Regions from separate parts of the Zea mays genome. Here all the other regions are linked to region 1. Evidence: chromatin contacts called from public Hi-C data. All regions are on one chromosome and are shown on one strand. Each heading gives the region's core, a stretch centred on a gene start, on an enhancer-like site or on the middle of the called end of the contact. The rest is flanking DNA. Distances are from core to core; before and after follow the strand shown. Region 1 holds the start of LOC100276301. Region 2 has its middle 21 kb from the start of LOC103653808. Region 3 overlaps LOC100194141.

Evidence for each region. Hi-C and Micro-C count contacts between places; a contact is called where the count stands out from the background.
Region 2: a contact with region 1 is called in a Hi-C map of tassel, with 2.5 times the contacts expected there. The contact joins the enhancer-like site here to the promoter of LOC100276301 in region 1. A contact is called at or near these places in 3 of 25 Hi-C or Micro-C datasets (bundle sheath, ear and tassel).
Region 3: a Hi-C map of leaf shows a contact between it and region 1, with 3 times the contacts expected there. The contact joins the enhancer-like site here to the promoter of LOC100276301 in region 1. A contact is called at or near these places in 7 of 25 Hi-C or Micro-C datasets (bundle sheath, ear, endosperm and 2 more).

The regions. Positions count from the first base shown.
Region 1 is chr4:149,173,450-149,177,644 of Zm-B73-REFERENCE-NAM-5.0, forward strand. It overlaps LOC100276301, which reads left to right and starts at 2,445. Exons shown (of 5, transcript NM_001374050.1): 1 at 2,445-2,885. The coding sequence starts at 2,631. It overlaps LOC103653811 (a long non-coding RNA gene), which reads right to left and starts at 41. Exons shown (of 3, transcript XR_565727.1): 1 at 1-41.
Region 2 is chr4:148,869,342-148,873,536 of Zm-B73-REFERENCE-NAM-5.0, forward strand. No RefSeq gene overlaps it. Among protein-coding and RNA genes, the nearest start is that of LOC103653808, 21 kb to the left of the region's middle. Within about 2 kb of position 1,815, at least 19 of the 20 cell types and tissues checked have an H3K27ac peak or open chromatin away from gene starts, as enhancers often do. A contact at or near this core is called in bundle sheath, ear and tassel, where this site is marked.
Region 3 is chr4:149,430,880-149,435,074 of Zm-B73-REFERENCE-NAM-5.0, forward strand. It overlaps LOC100194141, which reads right to left. Exons shown (of 17, transcript NM_001359402.1): 17 at 4,190-4,195. Among protein-coding and RNA genes, the nearest start is that of LOC100194141, 21 kb to the right of the region's middle. Within about 2 kb of position 2,277, at least 17 of the 20 cell types and tissues checked have an H3K27ac peak or open chromatin away from gene starts, as enhancers often do. A contact at or near this core is called in bundle sheath, ear, endosperm and 2 more, where this site is marked.

The sequences.
Region 1 (4,195 bases), core at 1,195-3,694:
CTAGGTAGCCCCGTCATAGCATTTGATTTGGTTTTTAATGTGGCGGAAACATCGATGGAGGAACGTGGAGGCATGATGGAACGACGAGGCGTGTGGAGCCAGCCACTCCGGTGCCGGTAGGTCGCGGCAGGTGAGCTGTCCCTAATCCTCTTCTACGGCGCGCGTGTTGACTTGCTGCTGGACCGCCCATGGGCTCACGGCTGGCCGCCTGGCCGTGCACATGCCACCGCTGCGCGCGCATCCAGTTCCTTGCCAACTCTTTCTACGTTTCCAGAAGTTTACACAGCCAAAGGTCACCGACAGATTCTCAAACGACCAGACCCGAGTCGTCCAAACCGCCGGTCTCCAGGGAACGGGCTCGATCCAAACGGTTTGGAGCCGACACACCACACGTGACGTGTGACAATAACCCACTACAGAGATATCATCCCGAACGCGTGTCGTTAATCGTTAGCCTCACATATCTCATTTTTTTTCTCGTTCCCTATTAGCCTGTTCGCTGAGAATTAAAGTCTTATTTAAACTTATTATAATTTATAAAGACAAAACACTATAGAAAACAGTAAAAATCGGTACAAATTAAAACCAAACGAATATGCTATATAGTTTCACGTCCCCTAATTTACGCAATCTACTGAATACAACCTTAATATTTGTATTCGTTCCCGTAAATAAATGAGTATCTAGATCGCTTCTTTATATTTCTTTCATTCCGATTCTACTACTTGGACACTCAGCTTCTTAATTTTGTCTTAAGCTTTTCTTTGCATTACACCGTCTCGATCTAAAAAAAATATTGCATACCAGATACAAACATATCTCATTGCAGCAGTCCCTCACATTTGTGGCTTGCATGGCCACGAATTAGAGCTGGATATCGAGCCAGCTCGGTTTGACCCGTCCGAATTTAAGTTGACTCGTTAAACTAATGAGCTGGCTCAACTCAACTCGTTAAACTAACGAGTTATAGAGCCAGCTCGAGCTCGGCTCGTCCGCTTGTAGCCAAACTGATCCGTTTAGCTCGTGAGCCACGTTCGAAAAAGCAACATATATATATAATTATTTTCTAGTTAATTTTAAATTAATTTAACAATAGAAAATAGTAATTATACACATAGTTTCGTAGACTACATCAATGCAACACCAAATTAAACTCATCAATTCATCATCAATTTACAACTCACACACATGTTCATCAATTTAACCCACATTCATATTCACATAGACTAATTTACCACATAGACACAGTTCATCAATCATCAGTTTAACTCATAGGTCGTAGACACCAAATATATATATAACATGTTCATCAATTGAAACGTAAATGATATGTATATATTTTTATTTTGCTGAAATGTGATAACTCATTTAGCTCACGAGCTTGCTTGTTCATGAACCGAGCTAGGATGTCAACTTATTTCGTGAAAAAAATTCAAACGATCCGATGCAAGCTGACCACAAATCGAGCTAGCCGACAAGCTACCAGTGTTTCATCTAGCTCTACCACACACAGAAGTCACAACTCACAAGTCCCAAACAGTCGACCTCAATTTTCTATCCGTGTGGGTCTGAAGATAGGGGTGGTAATGGGTCATTTAGTTTAGCCTAGCAAATTTAAGGATTGAATCAAGTTAGGGTCGGATCATAAAACAATACAATTTTGAACTAACAAAATTAAAGATCTTGTTGGTTTGTGAACCAAGTATTAGGGCCATGATCCATTACCACCCCTATCTGAAGATTACGAATGTGAGAGCTGCAATGAGATGTGTTTGCATATTTCAATTAGTATACGTAGTCCATTGTTGCATTGTTAAAATATATTAAATCGTATAAATCATTTTTAAGAATAAATCTATTGCATTGTGAAGATGAGGTCAAATTTGCAATAACGAGTGCAATATAAGGCAATTGTCATCTTTTTATATATTTAATCTAACACTGTTAGTGGTTGTTAACGAAATAGACGAAAGCTTCAATTTCAAAAAAAAAGATACAATTTTACAGAAACGAAGTTCATTTCCAAAATTTCTATCTCTACTATATATAAATCACCAATTTCTACGGCGTCACCTTCCATTTTCCACGTAATACAAAAAAATAAATTAAAATTATATACAAATAAGAGTTTATACTTTTATTGTTGTTTTCACGCTTTTACCCACATAATTAATGGAATATATATTTTTGTATCTTATTTAAATAAAATATACTAATATGATATATAAAATCCGTGGTAATGCATGAGCAAGTCACTAGTTGGGGCACTTTTGCAGTTGGCCTGAATACCCTTTGCAGTCTCGGTGGTTTCACGCGTGCGTCCCTGCCATTTCTCGAGTCGACGCCCCCACTTGCAGAGTTGGATGAGCTGCTACGAGGATCGACCGAGCCACCCAAAAGCAAAAAGCTACACCAGGTCTACAGCGCCGGGAGTCCGGGATCCAGCCACGGCCACGGGGGGCGCTCTCGAGAGAAAGATCCAGCCCCAAAGGCCCAAACCCGAAACCCCTCTCTTCTTCCTCCTTCCATTGGGGTCGCGTCCAACAAGAGGTTGGCCAGCCATCCCGCGCGAGCCACTTCCTCTCTCCTCCCCATCGGATCCAGCGCCACGCGGATCCGCAAGGCAATCCATGGCCTCTACCCAGGCGGAAGCGGAGGCGGGGGCACCGGCCCCGCCCGAGGCGGCGGAGGCGAAGGAGAAGGGCAAGCAGGGCGGGGTGCTGGGGAGGGTGTGGCGGGCGCTCTTCGGTGGCCGCGAGGACTTCGAGAAGCGGCTGCAGTACCTGTCCAAGGAGGAGGCAGCCGTGCACGCGCGGATGCGCCGGCGGACGCAGTTCTCGCGCCGCGCCGTGCGGAACCTCATCGTACTCTCCGTCCTCGCCGAGGTCTCCACGTGTTTTCCTTCTTTCGCCCCTCTTGTTTTCTGTTCCCACCCAATGTTTGGAGATGATTTGGTGATGCGGGTAGCGGTTTTGCTCGTCTTTGGATTCGTGGTCATTCGAATTGTTATCGTGGAGGAGAGTTTGCTCACAATATGAGACGGTGTCTGTTACGCGTGTTCCGGTAACCGATCCCTAGGCACTGTTTGCTGCATACGGTGAATTATTACTCTAATGCTTGAGATTAGCTTATAATGGCGCGGGAGACGAACAACAGAAAAGATGACGCCCCAAAGATGACTTCCTTAAAAATGTGGATGCCTCTCTTTTATTTCGACCAAGGGTAAAAGGGCAACCACTTTACTTGCATTAGATGCCTTGTGTTTTTTAGATATCTTACGGACTGTATCCGAGTTATGATACATGTATGGTCTTTCCGTGCTGCAGTACGTTACCAGCGAGTTAAAGAGGGGTTTCTCACATGATACGAAGATTCATGCCTAGCATCACCGGTGAATACGATAATTCTGTCGTTAATCAGTTCTGTAGTAATCATTCCATTGTTCTTTCAGCTTCCAACGTTTAGGGCTAGTTTGGAAACACCGTTTTCCCAAGGGATTCTAATTTTCCCAAGGGAAAATGAACTAATTTCCCTTGGGAAAATTAGAATCCCTTGGGAAAACGGTGTTTCCAAATTAGCCCTTAGAGTGAAATACTCCTGCTGGAAAATAGATACATGGATGTGTACTGTGATTTCTTGTCAGGATTACATGTTTAGATACCTAGTTCTGTTCGTTTTTTTCCTTTGTAATTTCTGGTTGTCAGTAACCATATATTGCCTATGGTAGTGTCCTCAAGGCAATACCTAGGTGACAAGGCATACCGTCCCAAGGATGCCATACCACCTTAATTCCTTAAGAACATCGGTCTATACTAAATCTTTTGAAGTTCACAGAAAAAAATATTCAGTTCATGTTACAGGCTGTTATGGGACTTAAGCTCATAAGCTAGGTCATTAGGGTTAGGTTAGCCACCGTTAGGGTAGCCACCTCTATATAATGAGAGGTGGAGGTCATTAGCAGGTAAGCAAGAAGAATAGATCTGGTTTACTCTTAGGGCCTCCTACGGGAGGACGAGTACCGGGACTATCTTGCGAGTGCATTTGTGTTCATAACAAATTGGTATCGGAGCCACTACGCGCGCATCGCCACCATGGCGGCATGCACGACGATGTGGAGACCCTCTATGTTGCGGAGAAACTTGATCGCATACTAGCGCAGCTGCAAACCATAAACAATAGGCTGGATTCCCACGAC
Region 2 (4,195 bases), core at 565-3,064, 300 kb before region 1:
GCCGTGGTAGCATCAATCCCCTGCACTGCACCGCGTGCATTAGCGCCCGGCCCAGGCAAGCAAGCAAGCTCGCATCTTAACGACCTCGCTCTCGCTCCCCATACACATGCGTGCGTGGTAGTACATGGTTGCGTTGCATTCGCATTAAGAAACAGGGAGGTCAGCCAAGCCACCGCCGATCGCACGCACGCACGGGTCCCATATGGATCGCCGCCGGGTCTGGGGTGCGTGCTCGCTCGGATCCCGCGGCTGGCAGTGGCAGGCGCATGTGCATGTGGGCGCAGCCGGCGAGCCGGCGCGGGACGCTCCTCGTGCCGGTCACGTGGGCCAGGCGGAATACACGGTTCCATGCTCTGGCCACCCCCGGCCGGAATCTTTGTTCCGAGGCCGACACGGTCCACCGCAACGCAACCCCGCCCCAGGACTTGGTTTATTAATGGGGGCCATGCAGCTGGCTGGCTCATCAGTCATCAGGGCATGTACAGTGGATGTTTTAAGTTGTGTCTTACAGTATATCTAAGAGTGTGAATGTAAAAAAACTCAAGACACGTATCTTGACGAAGATACAGTGTCTTAGCTCTATGTTCGAGACAGGAGACTATCTGATTGGTCACTTTAATTTATTGAATACTCTGATTGGTACAATGAATATCGTAAGACACATGTTTTAGACATGACCACTGTATTATGTTGTGTTTTAGTTGTATCTTGTACTTGGAGTACCGTGCAGCAGTATCTGGATTTTACATGCCCTCATCATCACACTCGCGTGGTCTCGTCTCGTGTTCTCTCTCAAGTCTCAATCCCAGCTATACATGTCCAAACGGGCCGGCCCGGTAGTGGGCCCGTGACCCGGCACGGTCGTGGCCCGGCACGAGCACGACACGGCCCGACTAGAGGCGTGCCCGGGCCGGCCCGGTTCAATAGCCGTGCCGGGCTTGGGCTGACCGTCGGGCCCGCGGTGCAGGCACGGGCCCGGCACGGTTAATTAGTAGGCACGGTAACGGCCCGTTTGAGGGACTGATTTTATAACGGCCAGTCTATTTTTAGCTATAATACTTATGATATGTTATAATATGAGAGCATTCTGACTTGTAATATGTGTATCTAAAATTCTTTTGTCTAAATATGTATTTAAAATTATAAATATAATTAATTAAATCTAAAATAAATTTGGATATTACATTTAAATTCTGAATTTTGAAGTGTTTTTTTTTGTTTATGGGACCGGGCCCGACCCGGCACGACAGGCCCGCCGTGCCTCCGGCCCGGCACGGCCCGTGTAAGAATAACCGTGCCGGGCTTGGGCCGCGTTAGCCGGCCCGCGGGCCGGCCCGGCACGGCACGACACCGAACCGTGCCGGGCTTGGACTAGTGCCTCTCGTGCCGGGCCAAGCCGTGCTCGGGTCGGGCCGGCCCGGCACGGCCCATTGGACATGTATAATCCCAGCTAGCTGCAGTGCATGCAGCTTCTTGGTATCAGCAAGTCAAACTGTGACGGAGCCGGAGCCGGGGGCGCAGCGGAGCGGTTTCTGGCATTCTTTTTTGCGCTGCTCCTGAGGCGCGCGCGGCTGATCCCGATGCGGCGCGCGGTCTTCGCTCCGCGGTTCATGCGACGAAGAGCGAAATAGTAATTAACTCCTAGCTACTGTACTGTGGTGCCCAGTTCGGGGTAGTAATTAACTTGCAGCGTAATAGTAGTGGTAGAAACTTGGAGTGGAAAAATGAGGCAAGAAGTCAAAGTCATTCCTTGCTTGCGCTACTGTATGTGGTGCCCAGCTAGTCAGATCCAGCGAGCCAACTTTGTCCGCGCATCCCGTGCTCGTGGTTGACTACAGAGTGTATGTATTGTATAACACTATGCATCCACCTCATTTTATCCCCTTTTCCGGCATTCCCCATCAGGATCGCACCAAAGCATGCAGGAGTACGTACAAGGATTCTCGTCCGCGAGCCGCCGGTGGCCGGTGGGGCAGCAGGAGGACGGGGACGGGACGGTGGCCCGTGGCCGGGCCGATCGAGTGGCAAGGCGACGCACTGCGGCACTGCTCCAGCGCACGCTGCGTTTGTACGCGCTAGACTACGACAAACGCGAGGCGGGGCAGACCGCAGACGAGGCCGGCATGTAGGGTCACCGCCGGCGACAGAACTGGGGCGCGTATCGTGTGTCCTCTGCGTTGCGTACGCGATGAGCGAGAGCGCGCCCACCCGGCCGGCCCTCACCAGGGCGCAGTGCAATGCACTGGGGCTGCAAAACAGAGGCCGCTGCAAACCCGCCTGTCCGCATCCACTACACAGAATCAATCTGGCAGATGCTTCGTGTCTGGGGGGGTGGGGGAAAGAAAGGACGCCTTTTTTCTCTCTCGAGTGTGTTGCGTTGCGCCATCCATCCTGACGAGAGAGCAAGGACGTCGATCGACGGCGGACGATCTGGAGAGCGAGGTGCCAACTAACCAAACCAACAGATATGCGTTGGGTGGGCCCCGCGAGTATTTTAGGCCACGGCGGGCCTGCCTGGAGCCCTGCAGGACTGATTGAGGCGCACGAGCGAGCAACTGGTGTTCCCGCTAGCTTACGTCAGGAGGTGTTCCGCAGCGCAACCGGTCGTGGCGTCGTCCCCGTATGTTACATGAATAAACCCGGTCCCACAAGCCAGTGCCGTAGGGGTAGGTGGTAATGAGGCGTGGAGCTCGCCAGCTCGGGCCAGGGATGGCGGGCCCCCCGCGGTAGCAGAAGGCGACGCCGGCTGGCCGCGGCACGCATCGCCGGCGACAAAAAACGACCCCAAGGGAGCTGCCCTGCCACCCGTCCGCGCGCGTGACGAGGCACGGGCGCACGCCTCGCTTGGCTTCACCCGGACGGACCCCGTTCCCCGCGCACGCCAGCGTCTCAGCGACATCCACGCTGTGCTCCTGCCTCCTGTCCTGTCCTATCCTGCCCCGCCTTGTCTGCTTGCTGTCCACAGAGGCGCCGCTGCTCTCCCTACTCTTTTACTCCATGCCACCGGTTCCACCACAGCGCGCTCGTGATCGTGAGCTGGGCGGGCCGGCGCGCACGCCGCGGGTGCCCTTCTCCGTCGCCGTTGCCGTCGGCGCCGTTACGGGATCCGCCGCGCGCGACGCGGCACCCGGTTGCTGCGCCAAACGGGAAACGAGTTGACTTGCATTGCATTGCCGTGTGCCTTTGCTATGGATTCCATGCCAAACACCAACTCCGTTTCAAACCTTCTCGTACAGTCAAATTATCTTAAATTTAATTACCTTTTTTATTAAAAAAATACAGTATAAAATATATGCTCTATAAAAATACAATTAGTACAAAATTTAATAGTATTTATTCGATATTGTAAATACTGTTATTTTGTCATAGAATTTTAGTTACATTTAAAATGTTCTATCTCTTTCAAATAATTTTTACAGTTCTAGGCGAAGAGGCTGTACGTACGTACTATAAAAAAAATCTCGGAAAGGCTCCTCGGATAAAGAAAAAGTAGAAAATAGATTTGTTGGGAAAGTACGTGTCGTGTGCCATGTGGTAGACACTGCTGGTCTGAAACCTACTTAGCTATGAAGACCATGTGTCCATGTTGCGAGATCGAAGTCAACGCAAGCACATCTTCGGCAACACAGCGTTGTGGTCGTCCACACTATCAGTTTCACCTTTGAAAACTATGTCTATCAAAGGAGTTAAAAACAACTTTTAAGGACTAGTTTGTGAATCTATTTTTCCAAAAGATTTCTATTTTTTTAAAGAAAATTAGTTCGTTTTTTCTTGAAAAAATAAAAATCCCTTAAAAATAGGATTGCCGAACTAGCCTTAAAAAACTGTTTTATCAGAGCCTGTTTAGTAATAGAATTTCAAAAACATTTTATTAGTGGAGATACAAGGCAAAAATTTCTGGCGACATGAATTCCGAATGGTAAGTTTCCCTGTAGCCACCAACTCCAACTTGGCGCTGCTTGTTTACATCAAGCATCTACCACATCCTAGCGTCGCCATCGCCAGCGTACTCGGTTGGTCTTAAACTCTTAATCAAGTATATATTCTTAGGTCGAAATGGACAGAGTGTCGACGATCCGGCGGCAAAGCGAAGTAAACGCCGGTTTAAGCAACGTAAACCCATCAATGGTTCGGAAATTAGTTTCAAGGACAGTCACCGGTCAACACATCGTGCCAACGAAGTTATGCCATCCCA
Region 3 (4,195 bases), core at 1,027-3,526, 260 kb after region 1:
AATATAATGTTCAATTGGAAAATGGTCCATTGTAGTGACAGAGATTCAACATTGTAATCTCTTTATGGATTGTGTGCTTCATTGGAACCTCGCCAAGAATTTGTAATAGCAGCCATATGCACTTACTTGTAGTCTTTAAAAGTGGTCTTTAAGCAAGGTTATTTTTTATGCACTTCGCTGCAAATACACTTGAAGAACCATCTTGTCAGTCTCCTTGTCATAAAGCATTTACCTTTTCTTGTAGGTAACTTGGGCTCGACTTACTGACACGAGCAACAGTCTGATAACGCTACAAGACACCGATGTGCAATGGTCGCCGCCCTCTATGGGATTATGCAGAGGTCAGATCAACAAATAGCTATATTTTTCAAAGAAAAGAAAAAAAAAGAACAGGTATCCTACTGTCTCCATTTAGGAACTCCTAAACCTTTCTCAACTGAAAGGATTAATTAATATCCAGAATTTGATGTGGTTGTGTATGATGTACTTTATATTTTTATGCTAATTTGAATACGCTATTATGCCCAATTACTAGATCGCGCGTATGCTCCGCTTTGTAAACATGTAGACCACCGATCCTACATTGTTTTTGTTCTTCCTATTATGCTTTTAGGATGATTTGAATTGGTCCTTTTCAGAACAATGCACCTCCAGTACTTATGCTTGTTCTGACGTGTCTTTATACTTTATACAGGCTTACACAGACCTGTTTTGATAAGAGCCGAGCAGCGATGCTTCCATTTCGGACCACGACCTAGCTAAAGGCTAATGGTTTGAAATATCTGAAGTACCGAAGACAGGGCTAGCTCCTCGTTTTTTGTCATGTCAAATAAATTGTGTATGATTGCAACAATATTGGCAAAATATCGTTGTACTTTATATTTTGATATACTGTGAACAAAACAAGTGTCCTATGAGACCATCCTGATTTATGCATTTTCAAACTAAATTTTACGACACTTCTTGTTGTGTTTTATGCTTCCATTAAAAACAGTCTTACTGTGTTTTACGCCAAATTTATGACACTTTTTGATGTGTTTTACAGCAATCTCTTGCGAAGTGAGATTGTGTGCGTGTTTTACACTAAATTCCGTACTCATTTACGCTGTTTTAGCTCACGTTTTACGCTGAAATCATTCGAGTCAGAACTCGCGCACGATCGGCTGCACGCGATTTTCACGCCGTAATTTTGGGCCTCGTTTGCTGTTACAAAACATATATAGGATTTACGATAAATTCGGTACTCATTTACGCTGTTTTGGTTCATGTTTTACGCTAAAATCTATCCGAGTCAGAACCCGATCATGATGGGACGCGCGAGATTTTTACGTCGTAATTTTCGGATCGCGTTCGCCATTTCAAAACAGATCTACCATTTACGCTAAAATTCGTAATCATTTACGTTGTTTTGGTTCATGTTTTACGCTAAAATCTATCCAAGTCAGAACCCGATCACGATGGGCCGCGCGAGATTTTTACGCCGTAATTTTCGGGACGCATTCACCGTTTCGAAACAAATCTACGATTTACGCTAAAATTCGTAATCATTTACGCTGTTTTGGTTTACATTTTACGCTAAAATCTGTTCGAATAAGAACCCGATCACGATGGGACGCGCGAGATTTTTACGCTGTAATTTTCGGGCCACATTCGCCGTTTCGAAACAGATTTACGATTTACGCTAAAATTTGTAATCATTTACGCTGTTTTAGCTCACGGTTTACGCTGGAATCCGCCCGAGCCAGAACCAGAACCACATACTACATGATTTATGCTGTCAAGTACAAGTCATTATGCAGTCGTAAACGCTGTTCACAATGTCATATTCGTTCCACGTGATTCGGGCGTCAAAAGATTCCTTTATGCATGGTTTACGCATCTTTATCCATATATATATGCATTCGTATATTGCATGGCTGAGCAAGCACGTGGGTGCTGGGCCGACCGCGTCCTGGTTGGGGCTTCCATTAGTAGGGGAAGCCCAGGGCTTCCATTACCTCTTCCCTATATATATATATATATATATATATATATATATATATATATATATATATATATATATATATATATATATATATATATATATATATATATATATATATATATATATATATATTGCCAAAGCGAGCACAAGCAACGCTAGCTCACACCGCCAGTGCACAACAGAAAGGCGCTATATTGGGGTCCTGAAAAATACTAGTAGTACTATGCAGATCACATCCCTCCCTACCTCTAGTGCCAAAGAACCACGCACTCATGTGCAGTGTGTCTTGCTTTTTGCACACATCCAGATTCGCGTCCTTCGGGCGAGGTACGTTCTGTAGATTCTGTTCTTTCTTCGGTGCTGCGCTGGAGGTGACGTCATCCAGAAAGCATGGTGGGCACTGGGCACTCGGGCTGCCCACCTCAACAACTTTAGCTTTGGAGGTACTTGCTTCAAAGTGGGTTTTTGTGTTTTCACAACTAAATTGATAAAGTTAGTAAGTAGGTTAACACCCACATATATAGTACGTATCTAATGCACTGCTATCTACGATGGCCAAGCTTATTCCTTTTATAATTTTAAAAAAAAAGGAAATTGTGACCCTTCTTTGTGTGTGTACGTAAATTTGTTAACAAAAAAAAAGGTAAAAAAGAACGAATCGTACCAATTGTGAAACTAGACACAGCTCATATATGAGGCCGCCTTCTATGCTGCACCTTGAAGAATTTTTTTTTAATCGGAAACCGCCGCTTACCGAGCGGGGATGGTAATCTGTGCATTGCATTGCACCCGAAGAAATGCGTCTTTTTCCACCACCTGGGAACATAACGGAAACCAGGTTATTTGAGTTTGTTTGTAGAGGGAAGTTCGTAATAAGAGGTGAGGTAGTGAATAGAACAGAAGAGGTGACGAAGATTAGCCTAAAGAACACTCTAGGAGGTGTAGCAGAAGCAGTAAGCATGGCACGCATAGTCATAGAGAAGGCAGCCCGCTTTGATTCGCGTTCACACTGACGCGAGAGAGACCCGAAAAGGAGGGTATCGATATCATGGCAGCCAGCCGGCCCGGTCCGGCAATGCGGTGCAGTGGAATCTAGGCCACTGCCGCGTCCGGCACACGGCAACGACCCACGACAGATAGATTCCTCCGGGCGGCCACACTTGGAGGTCGACACGACGACGGGATCCACTCGCCTCGGAGTCGGAGAGATTCGTCCAAGCGCCGCTGATCAGCAGATACTCTAATACTGTTGCACGCGTCGTTCTTCAGACTGTAATTTGATGTATGTATATATACAACATAATGCTCAAAATTTAAAACTAGTATTGAATTATCTAAATTTTAATGCTAGTTTAGGAATCCCATTTTTCATTTTTCAAAGGAAAAATAGTTCATTTTTTCTTACGAAAATAGAAATCCCTTAAAAATATAGTTATGCTTAGATATAGTATATCATGTAGTAAAATTCTGGAGCCGTCGCTGTCTAATCTAGCCTTGGTTGCTCGGATATCCATTCTTTCTGTCATGTGTTCAGCTGTTACAGGCTTTACAATCATTGTTACAGACGACACCTCTTGCATTGCGTTGCATTCCATGCGCTGCACGGAACACGGATGGTGGATCGTCCCATGGTCGTCCCGATCGTGACTGGAAGACAGACAGAAAGAAAGAAAAGCCGGGTAAATCGCGCCGATCGCGACGGGATTGCTTCCGCTGCAGTTGAGTTGCCCGCTCGCATCACATGGCGGGACGATTGATGGACCAGGAGAAGAGATAGGGGGTGGTGTGCTCGCCTGCCGGTGCCCACCAGTGCGACGCGACCATGCGCCTTTCTTTCGTGCGCCTGCTTCAGTTTCAGATGACGTTTGACGCGACGCTGCTAGCTCCAGTAGCTTCGTAATTTTTGCCCAAATGGATCGTTCCTCGTGCGTGCCGGTGCTGGTCATTCGGCCGCCCCTCCCCCGCTCCTTCGCACGGGCACAGGACGAGCAATCATTTTTCTTTAGCAGGACGGAAAGAAGCGTCAAGCGTGACATGAGAACTCGGTATCATTCCTGGATGGAAGACAAACGACTGGACAAGGATTTGCGGGTTGCGATGCGGGTAGAAAGCATGCTCCATCGGCATAGCAAGTTAGCATCGTTCGGTGGACACGCGATTGGTGTAGCTACATATGAAATACACGCATGGAACACACCTCATCAGACAAAA